Linked DNA regions of Zea mays: region 2 is linked to region 1. The links are chromatin contacts, called in public Hi-C maps. All regions are on one chromosome and are shown on one strand. Each heading gives the region's core, a stretch centred on a gene start, on an enhancer-like site or on the middle of the called end of the contact. The rest is flanking DNA. Distances are from core to core; before and after follow the strand shown.

Region 1 (6,619 bases), core at 3,525-6,024:
TCTCCTGTGTGTTTGAGAGGGAAAAAAAAAGAAAATAATAAAAAAATAATATCCAAAATTGTTAGCAGACGTAAGAATCGATCTATTGAAGTCTGAAGTAGTAGATTGATGAGAATCCTATCAGTATAGAACTATGAGCCAAGGTGAGTAGCCTACTGTAGAGCATAGCATGGAATTTCTGCCCCGACGGGACATGTTCCACTAAATCATTGGAACTGCTGTGAGCCAACTCTTTCTCAAGTCTCAAACAGTCTAAAATGACTCAGTTGATGGATATAGCTAGCTAAAGCCTTAGCAAATAGCTGTCACCACTGCACCAGGCCTGCTCTTTTTGGTTGTACATTATAAAATCTAATAAATAGAACATTTGTATTAGTCAAGGTATCATCAACATACCCTACAAAGAAAATAGTATGTATAACCATATCTATGTTGATTATTTGGTCACAAAATGTGCATAAAAGAAAGAACCAAGAATCCAAGATACTGCATTGGCCATTAACTTATCGTAAAAAAAACATATTCAAAATATAGCAAATTTCTAATATTTTGAAGTCTGAACCCCGAATATAATTATTTGCTGGTTTGTTTGGTCCAGTTTCAAAAAATGAGCCTTTGGAGGGGTTAGAGTGTGCAGTGGATAACAGCCCAGCTCGCTATACCCATGAGCCGACGCCCCAGGCCTAGGTCCATCGGAGCCCACAATATAACTGTTTGGCAAAGCTCTGCTCCATGATTCTCTAGCTCCAAGAGTTGATTCTCCAGTAAAGTGATTCCGAGTGATTCTCTAGCAGGAGTGAATCTATCTGGCAAAATACGTTTGGCAAACAGTCTGTGAAGTGATTCCTGAGTTGGAGAGTGGGGACTGGGGAGCAGGTTGGGAGCAACAGGCAGCAAGTTTTTTGGCTCCCACTTTCTAGTACAAAACGGAGACTAGATTCACTTCACTTCCACCATGAGCAGGTCAGTTTTTTGCCGTTTGGCTATGGGAGTGATTCGCGCTGGGAGAAGAACTGTGAGAGCTCTACCGAACGCCCCTAAGGCCACAAGCCGAATTCAACCCAAAAGACTAGTCTGATAGGTGAAGTTTGTCCACGCAATATATGTTGTGCTACCCCAGCACAATTACCGACGTGGGACTAAACCTAACAGAAAGGCCTTTTTTCTCGAATACGGCCTTTGGAAGGCTCAATCATTGTGCGATATGATATTATCAAAAATAGATTACTGCATGAGCTACTCTATATACTCATGATTAGATTACTGCATGAGCTACTCTAAATTCTCATGGATAGATTACTGCATGAACTACTCCATAGTAACCTCCTACAAATAATGAATGATCTCGCACTAGTAGATCTAATGTGCCAAATTTGGATGCTTCCAGTTGTGTGGATGCATCTCAGCATCCACAGCCCCAAAATATCTCTCTTGGTGTGAGAGGGATATAGGAGCGGGCAGCCAAACAAATTGAAAGTTTTATCTATGATCTATTATAGATAATCAACATAATAATAGGAGTCGTAACAACTGAATCTCAAATATGCAGGATAAGCGAGCACAAGTCTGAAGCTCCAGGTTAGACTGATTAATTGCATGAAGCAGAATATGCAAAGCAAGAGAGTAACATTAGCATACAGCACTTTCTAAACACAGAAACAGCATGTGACAAGAAGCAGAGCATTGAAGATGCAGAAAATGAAGGCATACATATTATCAGTGAGCTGAATTGAGGCAGTTTTTATACCTCGGACATTTCTGGAGGTCCTTCGTCCTTAGCAAGAACCCACTTTGTAAGGTAGACAGAGAAGAATAGACTGAGAGTACATATACAGAACACAAAGACCAGAATTGGTGATGTACTAGCTCCCACATACAAAACACCACTGAAGACCAAAAGAGAAAGAATAATCACGGCACGGGGATTTACCCTCATCAACAAACGGAAGGCCTGTATAGCAACCAAAATAGACAAAATAAGAGACAAACGTAAAATATTTGACAGTTGCTCGTGACATGTTAAAAACAGTGTGTCGAGATGATCAATCAGCAGAAATGCACACTTCAAGATTTTTTTTATTTATCAAAATTTATGACATGAAATATCCATAAATCATACAAGTTTGAAACATAATATAATGAATCAGTGCATATTTCGATAGGAAAAAAAAAGCGGCTGTCAACCAGTGTTGCCTAAAGTACTTCAATTCAACTCATTTGAAATCCCATTATAAAGAATATAAGAGTGTTACAGTGGCCAGCTCTTTTACCTGAATGACCATTTTTGGAATATGAGAAAAAGAGGATATCTTTTAACCTACCCTGACTTGCGACTAACAGGATTTCTTTAATAGATAGGACCAAAGTCAGAAAGGCTTTGTTGTCATTATTGATGAGAAAAAAGGGATATATTTTATTTGGCTACTTTATGTATAAATTTCAAAGTATAAATATATAGTTAAAACAAAGAAAGATGGAAAGAAATGATGTAGTGTCCATAGTGTGCTAAATTGTTCTTTGGTGTACACTTTGATAACTGTCAATAAAAAAAACTCGACATGCAAGGGTAAGACAGTCCCCGAGCATTAAAATAAGAAGACCTTCTCACGTAGGTCGAGAAACCCCCCGAATCCCTGCCCCACCCATACACGGCGGCACCGTAGCCCATGTGAAACGACCTAGACCGGGCCTTAGACCTGTGCTTTGGAGTAGAATAGACGAAGGGATTTTCATAACCACAGCCTGAAATTCGCTACCACGAGGACTCGAACCCAGGACCTAATAAGTGCTACTCCATAGCCTGAAATTCGCTCCCACGAGGAGTCGAACCTAGGACTTATAAGTGCTACTCAGACCACCTAACCAACTCAGCTAGAGGTCCTTTCACGATAATTGTCAATAGCCATATACATTAAAACTAATGAAAGAAAAATAAATAAATAAATAAATAAATAAATAAACAGTGTGAATATTTCTTTCCCATCCAAAATAAAATAGTGTGAATATAGCAACAAAAACAGGGACATTCCACAATGCTTTGTTTCAGGACAAATACCATGTACTTGCATTTACTAGCATCAACATCAACATAGCCTTTTAATCCCAAGCTAACGAGAACGAAATACACACACAAAGTGAGCACATGACATATGAATGGATGCTAAGTTTGTCCTTTTCAATGTAGCCACAAAAGTCAGTTATGTATTTTTAAAGGTGGAGAAAGCTTAGCAATAGTCCATACCAGCGGTACAGATGATTTGCTTCGTACTGTTGAAAAAGCCCTTGGTCTTTCTTGATACGACCTTCCATTTTCCATGTCCTCTTCCATCATGATGGGATATGAATTTGCCCTCATTATTACTGGAAAAGGAACCAACTCCCCACCTTGGGGTAGGTCGCTCCCTGAGCCCTGGCGCTGATTTTTTTTTAGTCTATGTCAGACACCTCTCAAAATTAGTAAGCCCTGAAAGGTAAACACATCCAGATTTTCTTCAGCCTCAGTGACGAACTTCTCTTTGATTCAAAGGGTCCTTTTGCCGTCAAGTCTACAAGATGATATTAGCACGAAGCTAGGTATAGTGAATCTTCTATAGAATCACAATAATCAAACACAAAGTACAATTGTTGCCTAAAACATAAACTCCGGTTAAATAAAATAAAGTACAGCAACAGAGTACCAAGACACCTTCTATAATAAAGACAACTGAAAAGTATAGTCTTCATTGGACACACCTGAAATCTATGTAGCACAGATATGGATACACTCATACATGAACGTGGCATTTAGCAAAAATAGACAATACAGAGATATGTTTCAGTATTTGTTAAATGTTAAACAATAAGGCACGTAATTGTAATAGTGGCAGCAGCAGCCTATAGCTGGAAGGCTTTAGTTGGGCGAGATCTAACAAATAACAGATCTCTTCTCTGAAAGTTTGCACAGTTAAACATCTAGCAGAAAATATTGTTCAAACTTCATTTCTGCAATCAGGATTAGTGTCAGGTGATGAATAATTTTCAGGCAGGTAGCAGTTCTAAGTTCAGAGCGAACCAAGTAAGTTAAACATCTAGCAGAAATATTGTCTGCTCACTTCTGCGATCAGGACTAGGACTAGTGTCGGGTGAGGAATAGTTATCGGGCACGTAGTAATTCTAAGTTCAGAACCAGTAAATAAAGGGGTAAAACATCCTGTGTTCGTAACCACATGGATATAGAAACAACAGCAGACCGAGCAAAACTGACAGTAGTTCAATGTCTAGACTGTAGAGCGGGACATGCCTGACATGGCTACGGGAGAGGGAGCAGGGTGGGTTCTCACCGCTGCTTCACGACGGCAGGTGGCGGAGCTCGTTGCGCGCCGCGCGCGTGCAGGCGTCTGCGAACGGGGCTCCCGGGACGTCCGCGGCTAGCAGGCGGCGTGCGACCCCGGGGCGGATGTCGCCTGCTGTAGCTCGTGGCGCGGTGATGGATCTGGTCCTTGCCGCGGGCACGGGAATGGATCTCGGAGGAGGAGGCGGCGGCGGCACCGACGGGAGCAGTCGCCGGGTCACTGGAGAGGGGCCACCCCGCCGCTGGCGTCGCGCGAGGATGAGCGCGGCAGCTTGCTGGCAAAGCAGCAACAAAGCAGGCCGCGGATCTGCGAGGCGAGGGAGAGCTTCTCCGAGACACGCACACAAACAGAAACGGAGGCAGCAGGCATCTCCAGCGGACCGACGATCGTATTCCAAATATTTTGTTTTGAGAGAATTTGGTATTTGCCGTCACCACAAAACATATTCATAAAATTGTCATCAGTTCGACATTTTATAGACACGGATGGCCCCACAATTCATAGACACAAGAGTAATATTAACAAGCAGACAACGTTTCAAGTGATAGAATTTCAATTATTTCGTTTTATATACCATAGATTACGGCAACAACTAATATACAATCAGGTTTTATGTGCAAGCGTGCAAGCGAGGTTCCTGGTTCATTAGATTATGCAACAATATATCATATTTAACAATTAAATCATTCCACCGTCAGCTCGTATAGATTTATAAAAAACCCCTAACAAACCACGATCATGTCTACAGTTAGATCATGATCTAACGGACTAAAAGGCTCGTTTGCACTTGCATATAAGGTCTGATTGCATATTAGTTGTTGCTATAGATTACATTTTTTAAAGAGTGGAGTTTGAAGCAGTGGCGGATCCAGAAAGCCTAAAGGAGGGACTACTAAGACAAGTTTAAAATTTTTATTCTAAGTATTATGTTAAACCATCTTTTTTATGAAAAACTTATCCATCCTATCTCTATAAACATAAACATTAATTTTATTAACTAACCTAGTAAATAATTGATGAAACAAAATTAATTAAAATTACGATAAACAACTAACCTAGAGTTCTAGGCTGTTGCAGGCATGCAAATATGCTGGTGCTACTCTTGTGCCTGGTGGTTCACTGTCCAATAGTTCTTGTCTGCGCCTGGTAGGTAGTGCGCTGTACAGGCTGGATGCTGAACAATGGTTCTAGCTTGCTAGTTGCTAGTGCACTGCTTTTAGGCTGCTAGCTACTGCATGCTAGGTTGATGGCATGAGCTGCTCTTGCAGCACGGACAGGGCTAGCGCACGATGTTGCTGCATTCTAACGTAGTGCAGAGATGGGGTCGTGACATGGGCTGCAGCCCGGGCAGCCCCGGGTCTGAATCCACCACTAGTTTGAAGTAGAAAGTGGGAGAGAGTGAGATAAGTTTGTTGGAGATATTAATGGGAGGATGACCACGATGAAGATGGAAAAGAGGTGGACTATAGTGTGGAGTCTCTCCGACCCACATTACGAATTAAAATAAAATAAAATAAAATATAGGAACTATAAATTATTACATAAAAACTAAACATCTTCTAAATTCTAATATATGTCTTTTTCTTGTGGAGGAAAACTCCATTCTTACGAGTATTTACGAGTATTTCGTGGATATTCCTTAAAGAGGATGGATCTTGTTCTTATCCTTTCAACCAAAAACATGAAAAAGGGAAATGGCTCCATTCTATAGGTATACATTTAGACCGAGTCTGATGAGTTGATTCAAAACGCAAAAAAACATAGCTCAGACATGGCACGATCTGAAATATTTTAGATCGGTTAGACCGGCTCGATGCATCAAACTGTAAGTGGGCCGATATCACGGGCTATGGGCGGGCACGACTTACGACTTATTTAAGGCAGGCACGAAATGGCCGGTACGGAAAGGCCATATCTCTACTACTCTTAAGAAGATACCGTAGGCGTCCACATTGTCTGGCGCACGGTTCTGCCTGCCCCTGCCTCCGACATTCTCCCCTTGCCCCGCTCTCGGCCGCGCAATTCCAAGAACCCTCCATCATCGCCCCACCATCATCACACTATCCATCACTGCCCGCAATCATCGGCCCGCGCAACCACCCCATGCGTCGATGTCTGCCCCGTCCCCATCCCTGCGTTGCCCGCGGCCAGGGGGATCCACAGCCTTCACTGTGCCGCCGCCGAACCACACCTTCGCTCGCGGTGCCTCTGCCCCCGCTCTCGTCCGCCGCCACGGGCGCCGCATCATTCCCGCCCCTCCCTCACCCATCCCCTCCGGTCATCCCGCC
Region 2 (6,823 bases), core at 2,600-5,099, 250 kb after region 1:
AGCCACACTTTTAGAATCGGGAAAGACAACGATGAAATAAGGGGAAAGACGGACGAAGAAGTTGAGAAGCGTATAAAGGAAATGAAGAAGGATTTTGAAGCTCGATACGCCACATACATAGGACATGCAATGCTTCAATTTCAAGACAGGGAAGCCATAATGGCCCCGTACAACTTTAAGTAAGTGTGATTTTGCATAAATAAAATTAATAATTTCAATACACATGCATCACAAATTTGATTCGTACAGGGACCACTGGATATGCTTCCTCATTTATCCTAAGGTTGGAAAGGTGCTGGTGCTCGACTCCTTGAACTTCGACCCTTCGACATATGCAACATTCCTCAGCATCTTAGAGCTGTAAGCCTTTTCTATGCATGCATACTTTTATCGATTAAAATTTGAGAATAACATGGTGATTCTATTTGAGATCACAATGCTTATAGATTCTATAAGATGAGAGGTGGAAAGTACGACCTGTCGAAAAAACAAGTGCCACTAGACATCCATCATCACTGGCCGGTAAGTATGTGATTTTATGAATACATATCATACACAATGTTGCAACTAAATAACCAATCTCCCGTTATGTAGTGCCACAAGCAACCACAAGGATCGGTCCTATGTGGATTCTATGCGTGCGAGTTCATGAGAGTGAACGGACGATACATCACGAACCCTGACAAGGTATTATTAGTAATAGTTAAGTATGTATTTATGTCATTAAAGATGCAAATGTGTTATTATTGAGTATAAATAGATGATGTTTATAAAATTCCTTTACAGCAATTTCAACGAGGAAACCCGGAGAACTTGACCGAAGCTGCATTGTATGGCATAGTCGAGGACCTCTGCACATTCATATTGAAAGAGGTCATTCCCGCAGAAGGAAAATATCACGATGCTTCCGGAACATTAGCTTTGCCAGAGTTTAGAATACTAACAGAAATTAGTAGATTATCTCTTAGCCGAGATAGTTATTAGAGCTTAGGTGAAAACTTATGATGTATAGAATGCATGAAGGATATATGGTTGTAAACAGAATACTTTCATTTCGTAGAATGCATGAAAACTTATGATGTATAGAATTTAATTTCATGTTGCTTTCAATATCAATATAGATCTATATATATATATATGTTTGTGTGTGTGTAAATAAATATATATATATATAATTCAGTATTGTTTGAAATTTTGAAAAAAGGCGGGAAAGTTCCACTGGCGGCTGAATAAAGAAAACCGCCAGTGAAAAGTGCATTTCCACTGGCGGTTTGCTTTATAAAACCGCCAGTGGAAATGCATTTTCACTGGCGGTTTTCTTTATTCAGCCGCCAGTGGAAATGAACTTTTCACTGGCGGTTCCTTAAGAAAACCGCCAGTGAAAATGCACTTTTCACTGGCGGTTCCAAAATAACCGCCAGTGGAAATGCTGATTTCCACTGACCCCTAGCACTGGCGGTACTGAAAAACGACAGTGTAAATATGTTTAGAACCGCCACTATAGAGCTTCTGTGTACTAGTGTCATCATCAGTTTGGCGACATGTTAGTTTGGCATAAGTTTAGGTCGCTTGAAGGTTTATAATTTGAAAATACGGCCCTCCATTGGAATGACCTCATATGGCCAGCTTGGTGGAGGCATCGTGCAGGAGCCAGAAGAACGGGGATGCTACCGAAAAGAAATTCTGTCCGGGGAATGAATTTTTTTAGAACAAATGGTGAAATGGTGTACACATCCTTCGTCCAAAATTCGAAAAACACTCAAGGTCTTTGATATAGTAAATAGTACTCCTCTGTCCCAATTTATAAATCGTTTGACTTTTTTGGTAAGTTTGATCAGCTCGTTTTATTCAAATGTTTTGCAAAAAAATAAAAAAATTGAAGACATACTTAAAGTATATTATATATATGCTAAATGATATCACAATAAAAATTAATAATAACTATGATTTTTCAATAAGATTAGTGAGCAAGATAAAAAGTCAAACAAATTATAAATTAGAACGAAGAGAGTATTAGTATTTATGTCTCCAAATAAATTTGTATTATAAAAATATATTCTATAACTGATCTAATAGTACTAATATTATATTATGAATGTTATACTTTTTATATAAATTTAGTCAAAGTTTAGGCTTTGATTTTTTTTAAAAACGAGAATTGCATTCTTTAGAAAATGGACTACTGAGAAAACATTAATGAATCGCAATTAATAACCTAAAGTGCTCGTGGTTAACAATTCATGGTCTATATATACTGACATACATTACTGATCAACTCCATGGTCTATATATATAGTGACCATGGAAATGCAATCTGTACTAGTAGCTGCGGCGCGCGTTGCGCGTGTCTCAGCCGTCGAACGGGTTTTAATCGGCTGAGGCTTACGACGCACTGAGCAAGAGGTGGTGGCCTTGTGGCGCTTGGTGGCCAATGGCTGATGATAAAAACGACTTGGACGTGTTACAGGCTCAATTTTGCTCCTAGCTTTATTATAAGAAATTTGTAATGACTCCATTTTCTCCTCTATCTTTTTATATTATATTTTAATTAATAGATTAAGGAAAGCTATTATATATAAGATATTTAATTGTATGATAAATATATATATGTAAAAAAAGTTAGAGATAAAATATATTTAATATGAGCACTTTTAGAATATGCTGTTGGAGAGAAATAATATATAGAGGAGAGATTTTTTTTAAAATGTGTATAGGAGAAATATAAAATAGAGGTCCAGAGAATATGATAGGGGCTGCCGAAGACGGAAGAAAGGACCCCACTAATTTTTTGCCATGACCAAGTCATTAGCCGCAACCGCAACATTACATAACCTTGTTATATGCGGCATGTCAATTAACCATGTGGCAATTTTGACGACTTTGGATTCTTTCTTCCTTGCCTTTTTTGTTCTCCTTTCTTTGGAAAAAAACATGCGTCGACTTCAAGCGTCATATCTAGATGGACGACCGGGTTCTGAACCGCAAGCGCCAACTCTACTCCTCCATGGTTCGACTGTATTTCTTATACATCACGTACTCATTCCTATGCTGCTAGGCATGTAGTGTAGCAGTTGTGTCACAGGAAGCAGCTGAGTTCGTCCCGTTCGGCTCTGGCCATAGGCTGTGCCCATGGTGGAGGCGGTGCCACTGGTCCTCGTGTCACTGGCGCACGCATTCGAGTGGCAGCTGTCGGCCGACATGCATCGTAGCGGAAGCACCGTCACCCGGGCCAGCGAGGCAGCGTTTGAGGCGGCAACGGGGAGGCGAGGAGGAAGCTCTTGTCGGTCCGTGTGCATCACAGCAAAGCAATGGGGCCAGTGAGGCACAGTGGCGGGGAACGAGGTGCCTGAGGGCGGGGGAGTGGGTTTCGTCGAGAACTCGAGATGAATCTAGAAGCTACCGGGAGAGACTCACACCGAGGATAGTCGCTGGTTGAGAGGTGCGGATCACCATCGAAGAAAAATCTAACGGCTGACATTTTTGTGACTGTCGTGGGTGGCTGAACCAGGAATGACCTTTGCGCTAGGGTTTAATATATAGAAATGGAAGACAACACATGACGCATGCTAGCACGCCAAGTAGTTTATCGAGCTACTATGTAAAGGGGGCTGCAGCTCTTGCATGGACTAAAAATTATAGAAGCAGCGTATGAGCCACATCCGTATCTGACACACGCCTACTACGACATCCACTTCGTCCCTATCTGTGTTATAACACTAGTTGTCTGATGGCTGGCACTCGCGCTCCCCGTTAGTCGTCGTTGTCTATCTAACGACTGCTCTCCATCTCCTCTATGTTGTGGCCACAGTAGGCGCCCGTGCCCATGCCCGTGTGCCTAGGCTCCAGGCCAGCAAGCGACCGTAGCTAGTCAGCTAGGTTGCCCACTGAAAAGTATCAATCATCTATCTCCAGACCACCACGCCCCAGTTGGCTATCTATGGGCTACCGCTGCCATCCGCTATTTGCTTTCTCTGCTATAAAGGTCATCAAGATTTTACACCGAAAGAAGAAGCAAAGTTGATGACAAATGAATGAATAATATCATGTTATTAAGCGGGATATAGTTACAGATAGTGTAGACAAAAAGATTTTTTAAGAAATAAGAACACAAAAGATAAATTTTCCTCGTAACCGCAATAACACGAGCCGTATGTATTGAGTACTGAATTTACAGATTTTATACATAATTATTTGGTATATATATATATATATATGTTTTTTAAAAATATCTAAATTATGTATTGTTACTTTATCATATTAAATATCGATTATATCATTTATTTAAGCTAAAAAATTTAGGTTTACAGTCGCTCCTCCTTTGAATCTATTACTTGATCCGTCATTGACGAGTGACATTGTCAAACTGTAACATATATGCTAACACATCGACATCAGCACATCGCATTCTACATTCTGCCCCTTCCGAGAACAGTTAATTAGAGCTGAAGAGGATGAAAACGAACACGGACAACAATATTCGATCCATCTACATGCTACAACACCATATGTACATTATTTGATCGTATAAATATGGTATCCACTTCCAATGCCCGATGCGACTATATCAGGGTTAGTTTGTCCTGGCCCGCTTGACAGATCGCCGTGGACGAGAGACATTGGATTACATCTAGGGCTGTCGATGAATTTCCTTTCTTTTTAATCATTGCTTGTATGGGTGATGTTATGGTGACGGCAACGACGATGACGTTTGCTAGCGACTACTACCCCAGTCCTAAAATAGGTCTGGTCTCCGGACCTAAAATCGGTACCAATGTAAGATGCCTGCTGGTTAAATTTTCTTAACTTCAACTATATTTACATTAAAAATATTAACAATATTTATATCCTTAAATAAGTTTTTTATAAAGATAATTTTAACTGTTTGTCTAATGATATGAATTATGCACCATAAATGTTAATATATTTCCTTATATATTTTTGTTGTTGTTGTTGAATGTTGGTTAGCATGCAGAGCAGCTAGCTAGCTGACGAGCTGTGCCTGTTCCAGAGCTTGTTCAGTACTATAAAATACACACACACAGGAAGAATGAACGCACGCATATGTCCAAAGCAGATCTATCTGATGCGATGATTTGCAAGATAATTAAGTACAAGTAATTAGTTTAAACTATGATGGATAATCGTCGGGAACATATCCAATTGCCAACCAGGAGCTGATATCTCTGTGCGCTAATTAAGCACCGTCGTGATTGCGCATCAGGCGTTGGCAGCACAGCAATGATGGAGAGACTCCGAGCGGGACTGTGTATGGGTGATGCCGCCGTATACTTTGTCAATGTTAAACTTGGCTGACATTAACTATAGTTAGTTTTGTCTAGTTACTTGTCAATATCAAACTTTTTAAATGACTGTACGAGTTTTTTTTTTCTTTTTTTAGCTCTAGGTCTAGGTAGGCGACTAGGCCTAGGCCTCACACAATTCCTTCACCAGCTATATATGGACAATATCTTGACATAATTATACATTTTCTCTTGAAAGACCATAAATCGACAGGTCATGGATGTACACAAAACAAATACGTGAAGTCTCTTACATACAGGACGACGTGAACAATTTTATTTTAGCCGCTAAATTAAAGGACATTTAGGGATGAAAATAGGACGGATACAGCCGGATACAGGTACCCTAATATATTTCTCTCGGATACGGGACCGGATACGGGTAGTTAAGATTCGGGACGGATACATGACGGGATCGGGTAATAATCCGGACGGGTATGAAAAGGATAACGGATACTACTCAGGTAGGCACCGGATAATTGTCGGGTAATTTGTCCAATGATATTAATTGTTCAACCATCCAACAAACACATAAATTAAGCATTACATAATCATGTATATGATAGATCAAATGTAAGAAAGGAAACAAATAAAATCGGCATCATGCAGTTCAAAGTTACTAATCACAAGGACATTGTAAAAACCAACACCACAATATTTAAAATTCATAAACTATTCTAGTTTCACTCAAAAATTGCAAATAATTTATAAAAACTAATAAACATTTTATACGAAGATAACTCAAGTCCTCATATGAAAATGATAAAGTAAAGTACTGATTATTGTTGAAACTTGGATACTTAAAGTGATTTCACATGTAACTCATACAAATAAGTGAAAGTGAAATGGAAGAAACGTGGACATCTTATAGATCTTATAATCCAAACATTTTTATGGTTATATATGGACATATGTTGTGCATCCATAAAATTTCACGATTTTTGAGGCTATGCATGTATTATTAATTTCTTGTGATAGCAAATCATCAAAATACAATTAAATCCTTAAAATATTGTAGCATCGACCGAAAATTACAAAAAAGTTACCAATACTAATAAATAGCCTATAAAAAGATAACCTTAAGTTCCCACATGGAGATAACCTTAAACCCCCACATAAAAATGATAAAGTCTATTAATTTGATATAAATTTGGATATTATTTCAATGATTTTAGCCTAAAGATATGTTTAAACAAAAAATTGATGTACTACAAAGTTATAGATCTCTTCAAGCTCTACAATTTTCATATAAACTTTATCTTCATTCGATTTCATATGTAAAAGTTATGATTTTTTAACTATATTATGCAAAAAAGGGAAAACTGTTACCCGAATTCCGGTACCCGTATCCGACCCGAATATCCGGGTATTTACCGGGTAGTCCTTGCTTCGTATCCGACCCTAATCCGAAGCTACAGTATCCGGGTATTACCTGTATCCGTCCCGAATATAAAACTACCTGAATCCGTATTCGGTACCCGTATCCGACCCGAATATCCAGGTATTTACCGGGTAGTCCTCGC

The links. A called contact is a pair of places that touch in the nucleus more often than the background predicts.
Region 2: a Hi-C map of ear shows a contact between it and region 1, with 2.0 times the contacts expected there. The contact joins the enhancer-like site here to the promoter of LOC103650470 in region 1. A contact is called at or near these places in 3 of 25 Hi-C or Micro-C datasets (ear, leaf and tassel).

The regions. Positions count from the first base shown.
Region 1 is chr3:119,564,022-119,570,640 of Zm-B73-REFERENCE-NAM-5.0, forward strand. LOC103650470 (pyrophosphate-energized membrane proton pump 3) reads right to left here and starts at 4,775. Exons shown (of 15, transcript XM_008676058.2): 1 at 4,320-4,775; 2 at 3,242-3,545; 3 at 1,748-1,951. The coding sequence starts at 3,355.
Region 2 is chr3:119,812,757-119,819,579 of Zm-B73-REFERENCE-NAM-5.0, forward strand. No RefSeq gene overlaps it. Among protein-coding and RNA genes, the nearest start is that of LOC103650473, 44 kb to the left of the region's middle. Within about 2 kb of position 3,850, at least 13 of the 20 cell types and tissues checked have an H3K27ac peak or open chromatin away from gene starts, as enhancers often do. A contact at or near this core is called in ear and leaf, where this site is marked.